Linked DNA regions of Ovis aries: region 2 is linked to region 1. The links are chromatin contacts, called in public Hi-C maps. All regions are on one chromosome and are shown on one strand. The core of a region is the stretch at or near the end of the contact, and the rest is flanking DNA. Distances in the headings are between cores, read along the strand shown. Region 1 overlaps CAMK2G (calcium/calmodulin dependent protein kinase II gamma). Region 2 has its middle 38 kb from the start of VCL.

The links. Hi-C and Micro-C count contacts between places; a contact is called where the count stands out from the background.
Region 2: a contact with region 1 is called in a Hi-C map of liver, with 2.7 times the contacts expected there. The contact joins two enhancer-like sites. A contact is called at or near these places in 4 of 16 Hi-C or Micro-C datasets (blood, liver and tail adipose tissue).

The regions. Positions count from the first base shown.
Region 1 is chr25:28,952,259-28,960,110 of ARS-UI_Ramb_v3.0, forward strand. CAMK2G (calcium/calmodulin dependent protein kinase II gamma) reads right to left here. Exons shown (of 21, transcript XR_009598544.1): 4 at 6,213-6,267; 5 at 5,112-5,177; 6 at 2,861-2,933; 7 at 2,609-2,711; 8 at 2,097-2,180; 9 at 1,567-1,661; 10 at 902-1,024. Among named protein-coding and RNA genes, the nearest start is that of CAMK2G, 22 kb to the right of the region's middle. Within about 2 kb of position 2,778, at least 21 of the 54 cell types and tissues checked have an H3K27ac peak or open chromatin away from gene starts, as enhancers often do. A contact at or near this core is called in liver, where this site is marked.
Region 2 is chr25:29,053,061-29,060,912 of ARS-UI_Ramb_v3.0, forward strand. No RefSeq gene overlaps it. Among named protein-coding and RNA genes, the nearest start is that of VCL, 38 kb to the right of the region's middle. Within about 2 kb of position 5,206, at least 16 of the 54 cell types and tissues checked have an H3K27ac peak or open chromatin away from gene starts, as enhancers often do. A contact at or near this core is called in liver, where this site is marked.

The DNA.
Region 1 (7,852 bases), core at 1,528-4,027:
CAGGTTATCATCCTGGGGAACTTCCAGTAATCTACTAAGAACCAGGACAGAGCTCACCTCCTCCACACCTTCAGCAATCCCACTGCCCACCAGAGATGGCAGGGGCTCCTATACACTCGTTAGGTTTTTTTTACGTACTTGTCACATTGCAGACTGGTTGCCTGCTTGAGTGCCTGTCTCCCCAGATCATCTCTGAGATCTGTGGGGGAAGGCAGCAGGCCTTATTCATCTTTGTATCTCCAGCACACAGGGACCAGCACCAAAGAGGCATTCAGTAAACATGGAAAAGAACAAATGAATACATGCATCATGGTTGTCAGGAGGCCTGACTATAGCAGACCCTGTTTGAAAAAAGATATTGCAGCCAGATAGAAGCTTACACAAAAACAGAGCATGATGATGACCCACATCGATAGCCTGGGGGCTCTTCTAGGATGAGCTTTGTGACTGAACTTCAGGAGCTCTTTTTCATTGCTCACAGGCCCCTTTTGTTTATTTGTTGGGTCTCGTCACCTTCCCATTAGAGTTGTCTTATTTGGAATCTGGATATGCACTCTAGGCATGGCAATTTACTTTTGAGTTCTGCTGGTTGCTTTCTGTCATCAACTAGAGTCTGCAAGGGTCAACCTAAGCCCTCATTCAACAGCAAAACTAAGTCATACCTGCCAAATGAGTGGGGAAGGTCAGGGAGAGGTCAGTTAGTCACAATAGCTTCCCTGGCTTCTCTTGGTGACATTTGCTGCCCCTGGGCTCCACCCAGTCCCCTGTCCCCTCTGCACCGTCTTAGCTCAAGGCCCCACGTGATTATTCTCTAGTCACAAGAAGGAGGGTAAAGACAGTGCTATGAGCACATTGAGAGCTGATATCCTGGATCTCCTTGACCTCAGGAGAAGACACTTACGCAGACCCATGGGTGCTTGAGAGCCTGGTCAGCTGTAATACGCTTTGCAGGGTTTATGGTCAGCATCTGGTTGATCAAGTTCTTGGCTTCTGGAGTCACTGTGTCCCACTCTGGTGATGGGAACTAAGAAGTGGGAACAGGAGAAGGAGGGATATAAAATCTGTGCACCTTATACCCCCTGTAACCAGGGTTAACTATCGAAAGCTGCCTAGCATGAAGTGGGCTAAGCACTGGGTATCCCAGGAGTCAACTTAAAGATTGGGAAAGAAAAACAGAACAATCATGGTTAGAATGCCAGAATATCATATCAGGGGACCCTGACATCTGGTTCAACTCCATCTCCCTACAAGGAGGAACCTGCTGCTCAACACTGTGCCCAAGGCCCCACCGCAGTGGGAGGAGCCGCCATACTTCTCATCTCTATGTCACACGGCACACTACACAGCCACACCATTCTTTGCAAATAACAGAACAAAGGGCTTTAGTAGACTCCCTGATTCTGCAGCCACCAACAATGGCTGTGCAAAAAAGTTGCTCCCTGGGACAGGTGGTGACAAGAATTGAGGCCTATATGGTCCTCAAAATCCCTAACTCCCCACACCCTGCAACACACTCAGCACACCCCCTTCCCCTAGACAGTGGGGCAGGAACAAACTTGTCCTTACATCATAGGCTCCAGCCTTGATCTGCTGATACAGCTTGTGCTGATCCTCATCCCAGAAAGGAGGGTAGCCCACCAGGAGGATATACAGGATGACCCCTACAAGACAGAACACAGGTCACTGGGGTCAGTCACCTGCTTTGCTGAAGAACCAAGAAAAGCCACATGGGGCTCCGAGCCACCCAGAAAGTCAAGGACCATCCCAGAGAGAGAGGTGGATGGCAGCCGACAATGCTGTGCCACTGTGCTTCACACCCCACATAACCACGCCATGTCTGGGATTTCTTCAGGCACAACCCACCCACTAAGGCATGGGTAAATCCCTCTTTTGAGAAGGAGACATCATCTTCTAGGAAGCTGGGGAGGAGGTTGTGAAGGGAACAGCCATCCCGGGGGACACCAGAGCAAATGCTGTGACTTCACATATACCAGATGCCTGTGGGACCCGCAGGGAATAGCAATGCCTGTTTCTTGTCATCGCTGGAAGCTGAGCGCCCTTAACACCAAAAAGCTGAGTGTGTGGAATGGGCTTACCGCAGGCCCAGATATCCACAGGTTTTCCATAGGGATCTTTCCTCAAGACCTCAGGGGACAAGTAACCTGGGGTGCCAGCAAAACCTGTAGCGGAAGAGAGAGCGGAGGCACACTGAACCCACTTTCTCTCTCATTAAATCCACATCAGCAGTTTTCCCCAAGTCCCTTCTTACTCCTGTTGATTTGGCTACATAAGCTCTCAGCACCTGGGCAGCAAGAGACGACGGGCTGGGCTTCTTGCAGTGCCCGGAATCTAAACCAGAGGGCGAATACATGTGCCTTAAAGGAACTTCCATTGTCCCCGGAGGCAGCAAAAACGCAGTGCTGACAGCAGCTAGTCTCACTGTACTGAGTCACGGAGGGCCAGGGGGAACTCTGTGCCCGCCCTTCCTCCAGTCTCTGAGGAGGCCAGGACCATTAAGGGTCTGGCCTGTAGTTCTGAAAGAGGAAGGCAGATCAGGAAGAGGAGGAAGGGCGGGAGCTGCATTCCAGGAAGACAGGGTCACTCTTACCAAACCAAGCCTGTTGCTCTCCCTGTACTTCGATGGCTAGGCCAAAATCAGCCAGCTTGACAGCAGCACCCTTGCATTTACTCGCCAGCAGCAGGTTCTCAGGCTGTATAAGGAAGACAGAGAGCCTCGTGAGGCACCAATCCCACAGCCCAAAGGGAGCTTAGCTTGGGACCATGCAGTACTATCATCTGGCGCCAGGTGGCGCCAGTGGTTCACAAACAAGAGGCAGAGGGGAGCCGGGCAGAAAAGTACCTTCAGGTCCCGGTGGACGATGTCATGCTGGTGGATGTGGTTAACACTCTCCAGAATCTGATGTATACAGTGGCTGCAAAAGCACGAAAAGAAAGGTCAGTGCAGGGTAAAACCATCCACGACGACATGCTGTAGACTAAAGCACTTAACTCTGGCTAACGGATTCACACAGAATCACTGAATGAGGAGCTAAAACCTCGGACTTTGGACACCATCTGTTCAACCTACTTTACCAAAGAGGAAACTGAGGCCCAAGCAGACTAAGTGGTTTGTCCAGGGTCTTCCACTAGATAACAGCAGAGGACAGACTAGAACAGGGTCCACCAAGCCTCCTTAGATTGTGAAGGCTCAACATATCCAATTTGTTTCCAAGGAAGAATACCTCAGACTCCTGAGAAAGAGACACCATCCAACCCCTTCCTCCTTCCTCTTTCCCCCTATAGTAACTGTGTTCTTGGAGAAGAGGCTTGTGGTGGCAACTAAGGAAGGATAGTCCAACCAAGCCCAAGTTGTTTTGGGGGTAGGGAAACATTTATCAAGCACCTATAAGCACTGGGCTGGGTATCACACCAGCTGTATAGGGGACCCAGTGCCTGCCCTGAAGTTTATCATCTAGCAGGGGAGAGAAATGAGTACACAGGCATCATCGAGAAACAAGACACTTAAGAGAGTTTCAAAGAGGCACCCCAAGGAGCATTTCTCATCATGCTTTTGCACAGGAAAAGACACACCAGCCTAGAGTCACATTCGGCTGCTGATTCTCAAATTCTCAAAGGCCACCCACCTTCCAAACCATCCTCCACACCTGTGGTCAACTCCCAGTGGAGTGCACCAGGAGTCCAGGGCACTGGAGAAAACCAGAGGATGATTTCGGCCCCCCAGGGGACATCTGGCAACACCTGGAGACACTGCTGGTTGTCACCACTGAGAGGGAGGGTGCTACTGGCATCTAGCAGATAGAGGCCAGGGATGCTTCTAAACCTATAACGCACAACAGGGGCCCTCACGACCAAAAATGATCCGGCCCGAACGTCAGTAACCTGGACTGACAGTATTCCTTCCTCTGAAATCTGAGGCTGGGGCTTCCACAAGAGCCAAAGTGTCTCGCTGGGTTCCTGGAGGCTGAGGCTTAGGCCTCCCCATAAGGACATGGTCCAAGAGTAGGCCGAAGAGTCTTTAAGACTGAGCTGAAGAGGCGAGTCTCCACAGAAATATATAATTAGAACAGAGCCAAGCTAGCAGGGAGAGCCTTCTGGCCAAAAATGGCAAAAGTGCGAAGTGTCCCAGCAGAGCCAGGCCAAGCCCACTGGTACCGTCACCCGCCCCAGCTCCCCCTCCTCCCCGCCAGGCTCCCTGAGCTATCACCGCCTCCTCCCCCCCACCGCCCCAGAGCCTGGTCCTCCCCTGCTGGCACTGGAATTCATCTCCCACTTGAGAATTTTTCCTGAGGCTGAAGCATCTGAAGCTGATCAGCGAACGTTGGCCTCTGAGGGTTGAGAAATCTGTGAGGAAGCTGTTTCCCCCTCCACGCCCCCAGAGGCAGCCAGAGCTGGCACATATGCCTGAGAAGGCTGCAGGCAGGACACCCAAAATCAGGTTGTCAGGACATCACCCTCAGAAAAGATCTGGGGTGGGGGAGGAGCCGGGGCAGGAAAGGCAGGCCAAACAAGTGCCCAAGAGCTGTGGTGTGGGAGGAATTCTGCTGTGTCATGTGGAGAAGCTGCCAGGGTTTCTCAGAGGGCTGGGGGCTGAGGGGTGTGGCCGAGGAATGGTTTTCCAACCTGAAAAGCTGGTCCTAGTGGTCGAGACACAAGGTGATAGTGGCTGAAATCTCCCAGGAGGTTCCCTGGTTGGATTATTAACCCAGACGTTTACACTCCTTTGGGACACAAACCATGTTTTCCCCATCTCTGGATCATTCCCAGGATGCCTTGTATGCAGTAGAATTTGTCAGAAGGAGAAAGTGGAGATAGGGGAGGGCCCTCATGAGTATACAGTGGGGCAAAGGAAAGGCATTTCTGGTGTGACAGGGTGAAAGAGATTTGTAAGAGCTTTGCAGAAAACTGACCTGGGAGTGCTGAATTATTAACTTCTAAGCATGCCCACGGAATGTAGCCTGAATCCAACCCTACAGAATCTTTGTCCAGGTAAGAGCTCTTCTGACCGCTCCCAAAGACGGTTCCAACAGGCACAATGCCCTGCCCCCTAAGATGGTTAAGAGGCACACTTACACCTCAGGGCCTCATCTCACCTGGCATCGGCTTCACTGTAGTATTCCCTGGCCACAATGTCTTCAAACAGCTCTCCGCCGGTAACACTGCAACCAACAAAGAGGGTCAGAGGAGGCAGCATCCAACAAGCAACCAACAGCCACACTGCACAGCGGCTTTTACAGACGTGGCAACTCTACGTGTGCTTCGTCTGCAAGCTCAGAACACACCAATCCTTCAATGAAATGGAGCTTCTTCCTGGGACAATGGGAGCCCTCCCCACCCCCTGCACATTTCTGTGTCTATAATTTGTAGATTACCTAATACTCTGGTAGAGATGAATGTACAGGCAGTTAAGAGAAAATAACTGACTTACTCAAACAGTCTTAGCTTTATTTGAGACCAATGAATACTAAGATCCAGCTGCCCAAGAAGGACTGACTTACTACTGAAGTTGAAGAACAGTGAGACCAAGGACACAGAGACCCAACCCTGAAAATACCAGAGAGGCATTTCCATTAGGTGAAGAACCACTTTTAAGACATTAAACCACAACCAGAGTGGGAGAGACCAATGGGAGCCCAGTTTACAACTAACTAATAAAAGGTGCCTTCAATTTCCCAGAATTCTTAAGGTCAGGCAAAGAGCTACGTTGTGTATCTCCACTAAGGACAACACACTGAGAAACAAGGGGGGAAAAGCATCTGCACAAGGTGTGCTGCAGAACAGAAAGTGCAAGAGCAATGCCACCCCAGGGTCAGAGCCCTGGGGAAACACTGAGTGAGCAAGGAGACCCTCGGCAATCTGCTCATTCCGAGCGGATGGTCAAAATCAAACCCCTCTCCACGGGCACGACTGAGCGACTTTACTTTCACCTTTCATTTTCATGCACTGGAAAAGGAAATGGCAACCCACTCCAGTGTTCTTGCCTGGAGAATCCCAGGGACAGGGGAGCCTGGTGGGCTGCCGTCTATGGGGTCTCACAGAGTCAGACACGACTGAAGTGACTTAGCAGCAGCCACGAGCAAAGGAGAGGGACCCTTGGCAGAGGCTGAAGACCCAGTGTAGGGCTTTTTTTCCCAGCCTTCCTCTTGAGCCGGCTGGAGGGAAAGACCCCCACACCCTCAGAAAGTGGCACTTACAGGTCAAACACGAGGTAGTGAAACCCTTCTTCAGAAATACTGTCATGGAGGCGTACTGCAAGAGAGGAGATGGGGACAGAGATTAACAGAGAGAAAACCTGGAAAGCCTGCTCCTCTCCTCCTTGGCCACCCCAGCCCTGTCCCATCCTGTCAGCCCCACTGGCTCTTTCCCAAGAAGAGGCAGATGCCCAGCATCCCTGGGTCCAAGATGCGGCCACAGAGCAGAGATGACCAGACCCCAGGGCCAGGGCTCGGGTCGCCATCTCAGACTGCCTCAGATGTAGGCGAGAGACAGAAGCTTTGTGGCTAAGAAGTAAGGCAGGATGGAGAAAAGCAGGAACCTTCTTCCAAGAGGGGCTGGTCCCAGTGAAGGTGGTCCTGGGATGTGACGTGTAAGGGTGATGTGCAGAGCAAGAAGCACCTAGGGATGCAGACCTCAGAGGGACAGAGAATGACAGGAGGGGAGACCCTGGAGTAAATGGGAGCAGAAGAATTAGGGGCAGGGGAAGAAGCGGCAAAGGCACAGCCCAGCAGGCAACACACGGATTCAGGCAATGACAATAACCATTTATTAAGTGCTGACTTCGTGCCAGGCCTTGAGTTAGGCTCTTTGCGTACATTACTTAAGCTACAAGTATGTATCGAGTGCTGACTGTGTGTGGTAGATGGTAGGATTTAGGAAGGACATAGTGTCTACTTCAAGGAGTTTATTATTCCTGATGACCACTCTGAGATAAGTATTTCTCCCATTCCACAGATGAGGACAATGGAGGCTCAAAGGCATAGAGTTTCTTGCCAAAGGCCAAAGATCTGGTGGGTCCAGATGTGAACCCAGCTCTTTCTGACTCCAAAGACTGGTTTATACCACTGTCTCCTACAAGAAATGTGGAGGAGCCCACACACCCAGGCGACAAAGCAGTGGAGCCTGGAGAGAAACCGCTCACGAATGTGCCCACAAGATGGGGACGGGAGGCTACTGCATGGAGCTGCAGTAAAGGCGAAAGAAAAGGCTGGTGAGCAGAATCTCTTCCCACTCACAGCCTCCAGAGCTCCTGGGCAAGAGCCCAACCTGATGCTGCTGAGGTCTCCTCTTTAAGCTTCTGCCCACAAAGCCACCTCAGGGGGTTAAAATGCCAACACCCCCCTCAGCATCATTCTAATGCAAACGCACCTCTGCTCTGATCAACACTCCTGCTTGGTCCCTTCCCTCACCTGCACTCATGGAGAGCCTGTGTCCCAAAGGGCTCCCTCTGTTTGACCTTCACGCAGTTCCAGGAGCTCCTCACGGAGCACTTCAGGAGTGGCCTGACACCAAACCGACCAGTGAAGTTCTTAGATACAAAGAAATCTCTAGTGTGTCAGGCCCCCACCAGCTCAAAAGATACCTTTCATTTCCAGTACGAGGGTGTCTCCTCAGGACTGAGGCACTTCCCTGCCTCCCCTGTGCCCCACAGCAAGATGAGCTGAATGTAAAATCCAGGCCCTCAGCCATCACTGGAGCCCTGTGCTTTTCCTCACTCGACAGATGAGGACTCGGGCCTGCCAGGGCGAGAACCAGGGCCCAGCAATTGTTTATGCTTCATCCTGCCGACGTTATTAGATCTGATCTGGTTACTCAACCTCAAAATTCCACCAGAACT
Region 2 (7,852 bases), core at 3,956-6,455, 100 kb after region 1:
CTAGCCAATGAAATGCAAGGCTTGTGTGGGAGGAAGAGGCAGCTGGGCAGCTGGCCTTTTCAAGTCACACTTCCTAGATACACCCTTGATGCTGTGAGTGGTGCTATCAAATACAGGCCTTTCACTCTGCGCGTCCCACTGTATCCTGGGATAAACCTGTTGTCACAAGGTCCACAGTGTTGCTTAATCTTTCCCACTGGCGCTCGATAAGTGTTTACTGAACAGATACACTGTATTAGCAGAAGGTAGAGAATATCTAAATTATGGTACATCATTTAATGGAATACTATGCAAGCATGAAAAGTGTGGGTAGATACATATTTACTGATGTAGAAAGATGCCCATAAGCTATTAGGTGGAAAATGCTAGCTACACAAGACATATAGGACAGTCTTTTCTTTTTAAAAATTGTGTACACACATATATGGAAGACATTTATGTTTTTATTTATACAGTTCTGCATTGTCTGAATGTTACAGTGCACAGATGTGAGTTTTGTAATTAAAATGAATGAAGGAATGAATGAATATGGGAATTTTTAGGATTTTCAGAGGGCTGAATGGAAAATAAAACTCAGTCTGTAAGTTCCTCTCCCTGATCTATTTACCAAGTCTAAGACTTGTTCTTTCAATCTCTGTTTGAATAATATTTTTAAAAAATTACCAAAGGGTGCTCATGATATAATAAGTAAAAGACAGGCAGAAAACCTGGGAAAATTTTGTGTGAGAAAAGGGTCTCAGAGCAAACTGCTTACAGAGCTATCCCTGGGTATGGGGTGGATTAGAGGAAACCTCTACTTTTATTGCTTGAATATTTTGCAATTTGCATCTATTTCTCTCTATATCTATGAAGTGAAGTGAAGTGAAGTCGCTCAGTCGTGTTCAACTCTTTGTGACCCCATGGACTGTAGCCTACCGGGCTCCTCCTCCATGGGATTTTCCAGGCAAGAAAACTGGAGTGGGTTGCCATTTCCTTCTCCAGGGGAACTTCCCGACCCAGGGATCGAACCTGGGTCTCCTGCATTGTAGGCAGATGCTTTACCATCTGAGACACACACACACACACACACACACACACACACACATATATATATATATATGGCACTCCCCTCCAGTACTCTTGCCTAGAAAATCCCACGGACGGAGGAGCCTGGTAGGCTGCAGTCCATGGGGTCGCTAAGAGTCAGACACGACTGAGTGACTTCACTTTCACTTTTCACTTTCATGCATTGGAGAAGGCAATGGCAACCCACTCCAGTGTTCTTGCCTGGAGAATCCCAGGGATGGCGGAGCCTGGTGGGCTGCCGTCTATGGGATCGCACAGAGTGGGACACGACTGAAGCGACTTAGCAGCAGCAGCACATATATATATATAAATATATATAAAATGAAGGGTTAAGTTCCTTTTTTTTTTTCACTATTCCATACTTCCTTTTCAATTAAGATTTATTCATTCATTCAGAAAATATTTACTGAGCAAACACTATCAGCTTGACCCAGTGCTAGAAATTTTTCTTCTCTTTTTTTAATTTGGCCATTCTAGTAGGGGGAAGTAGTATGTCATTTTTTAGCTTTGATTTACACTTCCCTAATATTTAATGATGATGAGTATCTTTTCATATTCTTATTGGTCATTTGTATGTCTCCTTCAGGGAAATGTCTATTCAATCCTTTGCCCATTTTTAAACTGGGCTATGGGATTTTTCGGACATGTACACACTGCTATATTTATATATTTATTTATGCCTGTGCTGGGTCTTTGCTGCTCTACATGGGCTTTCTCTAGTTGTAGAGAATGGGGGCTGCTCTCTAGCTGGGTGCACAGGCTTCTCACTGTGGTGCTCCTTTTGTGGTGGAGCACAGGCTCTGTGTGTGCAGGCTTCAGCAGCTGTCGCACTCAGGCTTAGTTATTCCTTGGCATGTGGAATCTTTCCAGACCAGGGATTGGACCTGTGTCCCCTGAATTGGCAGGCAGATTCTTATCCAGATTGTGGGATTTTAGTTCCCTGACCAGGAATCAAACCCAGGCCCTTCATAGTGAGAGCATGGAGCCCCAACCACTGAACCACCAGGAAATTCCCTAAAACATTTTCTTCTTAAGGAGCTCATGGTTTAGTGGAGAAGACTCACAAGAAAGCAATGTGGGGACTTCCTTGGTAGTCCAGTGGCTAAGACTGTGCTCCAAATATAGAGGGCTAGGGTTCGATGCTTGGACAGGGAACTAGATCCCATATGCCATAACTAAGACCTGGAGCAGTGAAATTAATTAATCAATTTTTTAAAAAGCAATGTGGTGTGAGAGGATATATAATGCCAAGTATTAGGCAGGCCCCCATCTGCCAGGAGAGCCATAGAATGGCCAGGGAGGGTTTCAGAGAGGATATGCTACTTCTGCTGAATCTTAAAGAACGAGGAGGTGTTTGCCAGTTGGACAAGGTGAGGAAGGGTATTCCAGATAAAGAGGATATCTTACATGAAAACACCTTTTATAAAAATCTAGAGAAGTCTAAGAGGCTATCTTGCTCATAAATATTAACTGGATCAGCATGGTGGAAATACAGGGGATATGGGGAGAAGACGGGCCAGAGAAAGACACCCTCAGAAAATAAGAAGCCTTTGAAGAAATTGTGTGAGCTATAGAGCTGGCATTGTCGTCCCATTTAATAGTTGAGTAAACTGTGTCACAGAAATGACATGCCCAAGGCCACATTAGGGTAGGAGGCCAAGCTGCATCATAGTTCTAGGGCTTCCATGCTTCAGACTACAGGGCTTCCTGGGCCAGGTCCTATCCTTGAGAGCCTTCTGATGTTCTGGCTTGAACCACTCCAGTTTGTTAGCAAAGAAGAACAGGGCCGACCTCACAGTAGGGTCTGGCCACAGTGACCACACACTTGGCACATCCTTGTACCAGAAGCTGTAGGAGAGCTTTCTAGAGGGATTTTCCTGGAAAAGGACACATGGACACTCAGTCTGGAAGTTGCTGGGTACCCCTTGGAAACGACGGAGGAGACAGCTTCCTGGAACCTAGCTGTCCTGGGGAGCCACTTTCCGCTCTTGCTGCCAGCATGTAAGAAAGTGGTACTTAGGCCTCTTGTTCCCACCGAAGCCAGAGTCATGGATGTAGCAGTAGCTCAGATCCAGAGCTTGGTGATGCTGTGTAGGCTCTGGAATCAGAAACAGCTAATTCTCACATTCACTCTAATGGCAAAATGAAAAGACTGACAATTCCATGTGTTGACAAGAATGTGGAGCAACTAATGATTTGGCAGTTATTTAATAAAATTAAATACATTCCTACCTAAGAAAAGTGTTCATGACAGTATTATTCAAAATGACCTAAAACTAGAAACAATGTAAATGTTCATCAACAAGTTGGTAAATAAATAAACTGAATGGTATATTCATAAAATCATATCCTATTCAGCAATAAAAAGGAAGAAACTGCTGATACAAATGATAACGTGGACAAACCCTAGACATACTATGTTGAGCAAAAGAAGCCAGATACAAGACCATGATTTTATTAATATGAGTTCAAGAATAGATAAACCAAATCTATGAGAATAGAAGTCAGATTACTGGTTACTTGAAATGTATGGGGCATGGGTATCTGCTGGAAAGCGACATGAGGGAAAGTGTGAGAGGGATGAAAGTGTTTTAATCTTGATCTGGGTGGCAGCCACATAGGTGTATGCATGTTAAGTATATATAAGTGACAGTGTAATAAAGTATTCTGTGCATGTGTGTATGTGAGAAAGAGACAGATAGATGACAGAGACAGAGAGAGACAGAGAATTTAAGGCTTGATTCTAGTTCCCAGTTCTACCACTGTGGCTTCTGGGCAAGTTAGCTAACACTTATGACTCCCTTGTCTCAACCATAACATGGGGATAACAATAGTACTTCTCACACAAGGTGGTTCTTACATTTTTATTTTACTGTGATTAGAGCACTTAATATGAGATCTACTCTCTTAAGAGATTTTTAGGTGTAAAGTATAATATAGTTACAGTCACAACACTATATAACAGATGTAGAACTTATTCATTTTGTACTCCTGAAGCTTTAAACCTATTGATTAGCAACTCTTCATTTCTCTCTCTCCCTTGGCAACCAATGTTCTGCTTTTGGCTTCTGTGAATTTGACTATTTAAATTCCTTATATTAGTAAAATCATATAGTATTTGTCCTTCTGTAACTGACTTATTTCCTTTAGTATAATGCAGGGGTCCCCAACCCCCAAGGACCCTGGCCTGTGGCCAGTTAGGAACTGGGCTGCACAGCAGGAGGTGAGGTGAGTGGTGGATGAGAAAGTGAAGTTTCATCTGTATTTACAGTCACTCTGCATTGCTTGTCACGCCCACTCCCCATTACTGGCTGAGCTCTGCCTCCTGTCAGACCAGTGGTGGCATTAGATTCTCATAGGAACACAATAAATGTAACGCACTTGAATCATCCCAAGACCAAACCCCTCCCCGCCCTTGGTCCATGGAAAAGTTGTCTTCCATGAGGTCAGCCCCTGGTACCAAAAAGGCTGGGTACCACTGGTACAATGACCTCAAGGCTCCACCATGTTGTAGCATATTTTTAGGATTTCCTTTTTTTTAAGGCTTACTAATATTTCATTGTACATATATATACCACATATTCCTAATCCATTTATCCTTTAATACACATTTAGATTGTTTCCACAACTTGACTACTGTGAACAGTGTTGGGTGAGCATGGGAGTGCTAATATCTCTTCAAGATACTGATTTTAATTCTTTTAGATAGCTACCCAGGAGTGGGATTGCTAGATCGTACAGCAGTTCCCTTTTAAATGTTGAGAAATTTTGACACTGCTTTCCATTAGTGGCTATACCATTTTGCATTACCACCAACAGTGTACAAAGGGTTAATTCCACATCCTTGCTAACTCTTCTTTGCTTAAGGTGGTTTTAAGAGTGGAATGAGATGATGCACAAAACTCTCTTAGTCCAAGAGCCTGGAAAAAAAACTAAGAGTTTGGCAAAAGTTATTCTCACTGTTGCTTCCTCATCCACCACTTACCCAACCAGGAACAGGCCCCTGAAGCCTCACCCCTCAAAAAACAGTTTCACCACTGGATTGTGCCAGATCCCCAGGCAGTGCTCCCAAGCCCTAACAACACTGAATGTTGTCATGCTCGCAGAACCCATGAGGCTCTAGTGACTAGAAAGATGCTTCATCGAGTTCTGAACAGGAAGCAGCAGTGGCAGCTGATAATCTGTGACCTGAATATAGCTATCCATTATCTCCCTGTGGTTTCTTGTTTCCCTGACAGAGGAAACGCCTACGACTTTCTTGAAGTTATTCTAAACACTCAGTTCCTTGTGTAGCTCTGCCAGGATAAAGTTACCCCTGGGCACTCCTGCACTTTGGGCTGGGGACTCCCTTCCAGGCTGTGGGTCTCAGCTCAGCCATCAACCTATGGGGTAACTGTCCCCTCTACTTAGGAAGGTGGTGTCATGAGCAAACAGGGAAAGAGGCCAACACTATCTATAGCCGTTGGAAGAGAAAACAAAACAAAGCAAGAAACCTTTACCACAACATCCCCTTTTTGTTCCTGTTTAAGAAACCAGCCAGGCAAAACTGTCATGCTGGGCGAGAGGGTGTCGCCAGTTTCTTCTGATCATCATTAGTTTCTGCGTTGCTCTTTGCCTCTAGTTGCTTCTCTCTGGTTCTGTTCTCCTCAGGGAAGCAAATCTGTCCTCTTGGTGAGTCCGCCCTCCGGGTAAGGAGTAAAGTGCAAGCCTAAGCTTCAGGCTTGAGCAGGAAAGCCCTACTGACTCTTGTTCTTGTAGAATTTAGAGCCCAGGAGGCCCTTGGACAAACTGCAAAGGAGGGAAAGTTTGTCTTTGACTTCTCATTCCCTTGGCTCTTCTCTGACCAGCCTGTTCTTCACCAAAGCTTTTATGATACCAATACTCACCATCTGGGGAATAATTCATTCTGAAGAATTAAGGATTTCAGGTGCACCCTCTCTCAGGAGTGCTTATGTTTTAAAAGAGAACTCAAGATAGTAATGCTTAAATCAAAGGACTACATCTCTAACTGACATCTGGGGAGCTGTGTTTGGCAGGAGGGGGAGGCCTTTGGGCTCTCTCTGGCCCCCTGGTGGCCATCACTTCTTGGTCAGTTCTCCAGATGGAGATGACACAGAATGACTAGTCTCAGAAGACTGTTTTTTTTCTTAAGAGGAACAGGAAGGTAGAACTCCTGCAATCGGAACAAAATGGGGAAACTATAAAAGCAGGTGGCTTCAAAACACAGGGAAATGTGTTCAAAAGCTCCTCTCACAGGCTCAGAGTTTGTGCTCAGAGCTAGGAGGCCCCTAGGAAAGCTGGAGGAGTAAGTGGTTATTAACAGGTTCTGATAAAGAATCTGCCTGTAATACGGGGGACCCAGGTTTGATCCCTGGGTCAGGAAGATCCCCTGGAGAAGGACATGGCAACCCACTCCAGTATTCTTGCCTGGAGAATTCCATGAACAGAGGAGCCTAGTGGGCTATAGTCCATGGTTGCAAAGAGTAGGACATGACTGGGCAACTAATGCTTTCAAGGGGTTCTGAGACGCAGTGGAAGCAACACCAGATTAGCAGGGACAAAAACAGCCTTCTCAAGGCCAGGCTGAGCCATCAGCTAGCCAAACCCTGAGGAATCCTTAATGTCTCTGGGGTTTGTTCTCTTCAGTTAAAATATTCCAGGCAAGAAGAACACACACTGAGATGTTGACAGAGGTCCTCCCTGGGTATGGGATTACAGGTGGATTTAGTTTTTTTCTTAATGTCTGTATCAGCCAGTGTTTAGTCAGAGACACTACTAGGAATGTCATAGAATGAGTTTATTATAATGACTTGACATTTTGCAATTGTGGGAGCTGGTTAAACAACTTGTGTGTGACTGTAGAGTATGCTTCTGGTGCTGGGCTTGAAGTTAGGAGGGCAGGTGGTCAGGAAGAGTAGCTAGATGTGAACTGTGGGAGAGCAAAGGCAAAGCAAATTTGGAAAAAAATATATATATGGTGCTCACAAGGGTGAATTGGAAGCTCTGTCAATCTCTTACTGGGTCCTTTGTCATAGAGCTCAACACACACTGGGCCCAGGAGTTGAAAAAGCTTCACATGAGATTTAGTGGGAACTGAAGGAACTGTGGGCCTAATGGCTACCTGGGGCTAACAAGGTAAGCCAGCAGATGTGAGAATGTGTTTGAATTATGACAGCACCTGATTCTACACAGACCTTCTGAGTTTATGCAAATGTGTTTGTGGCTAATCCTAGCCCAGAACCAGACAAGGAAAGCAATTCTGAAAAACATAGTTTAAAATTTAGCTAGAGCTAAGTTTAAAATTTAGCTAGATTGACATAGTACAAATTTACCATAATTCCTTTCTGTATTTGCTAAACCTTCTTCAATTAACACATATTACTTTAATAACCAGGAAAAATCTTTGAGTCCCTAAAATATTCAAATGGCTAATAAATATATGAAAAGATACTCAATTCACTAACCAATAGGAAAATGCAAATGAAAAGTACAACATGATATCTGTACACATCTACCAAAATGGCTAAAATGAAGAAGATAGACAACACTAAGTGCTAATGAAACTATGAGCAACTGGAACTTGCATTCATTGCTCATGGGGGTGTAAATCAGTACAACTATCAATACTTTGGAAAATTGTTTGGCAATATCTGCCAAAGTTGAACATATGTGTACCTTATGATTAGCAATTACATTTCTAGAAATACATATGTTCACCAAAAGACACATACAAGAATAATCAGAACAGCACTATTTGTAATAGCTAAAAATCTGGAACAATTCAAAT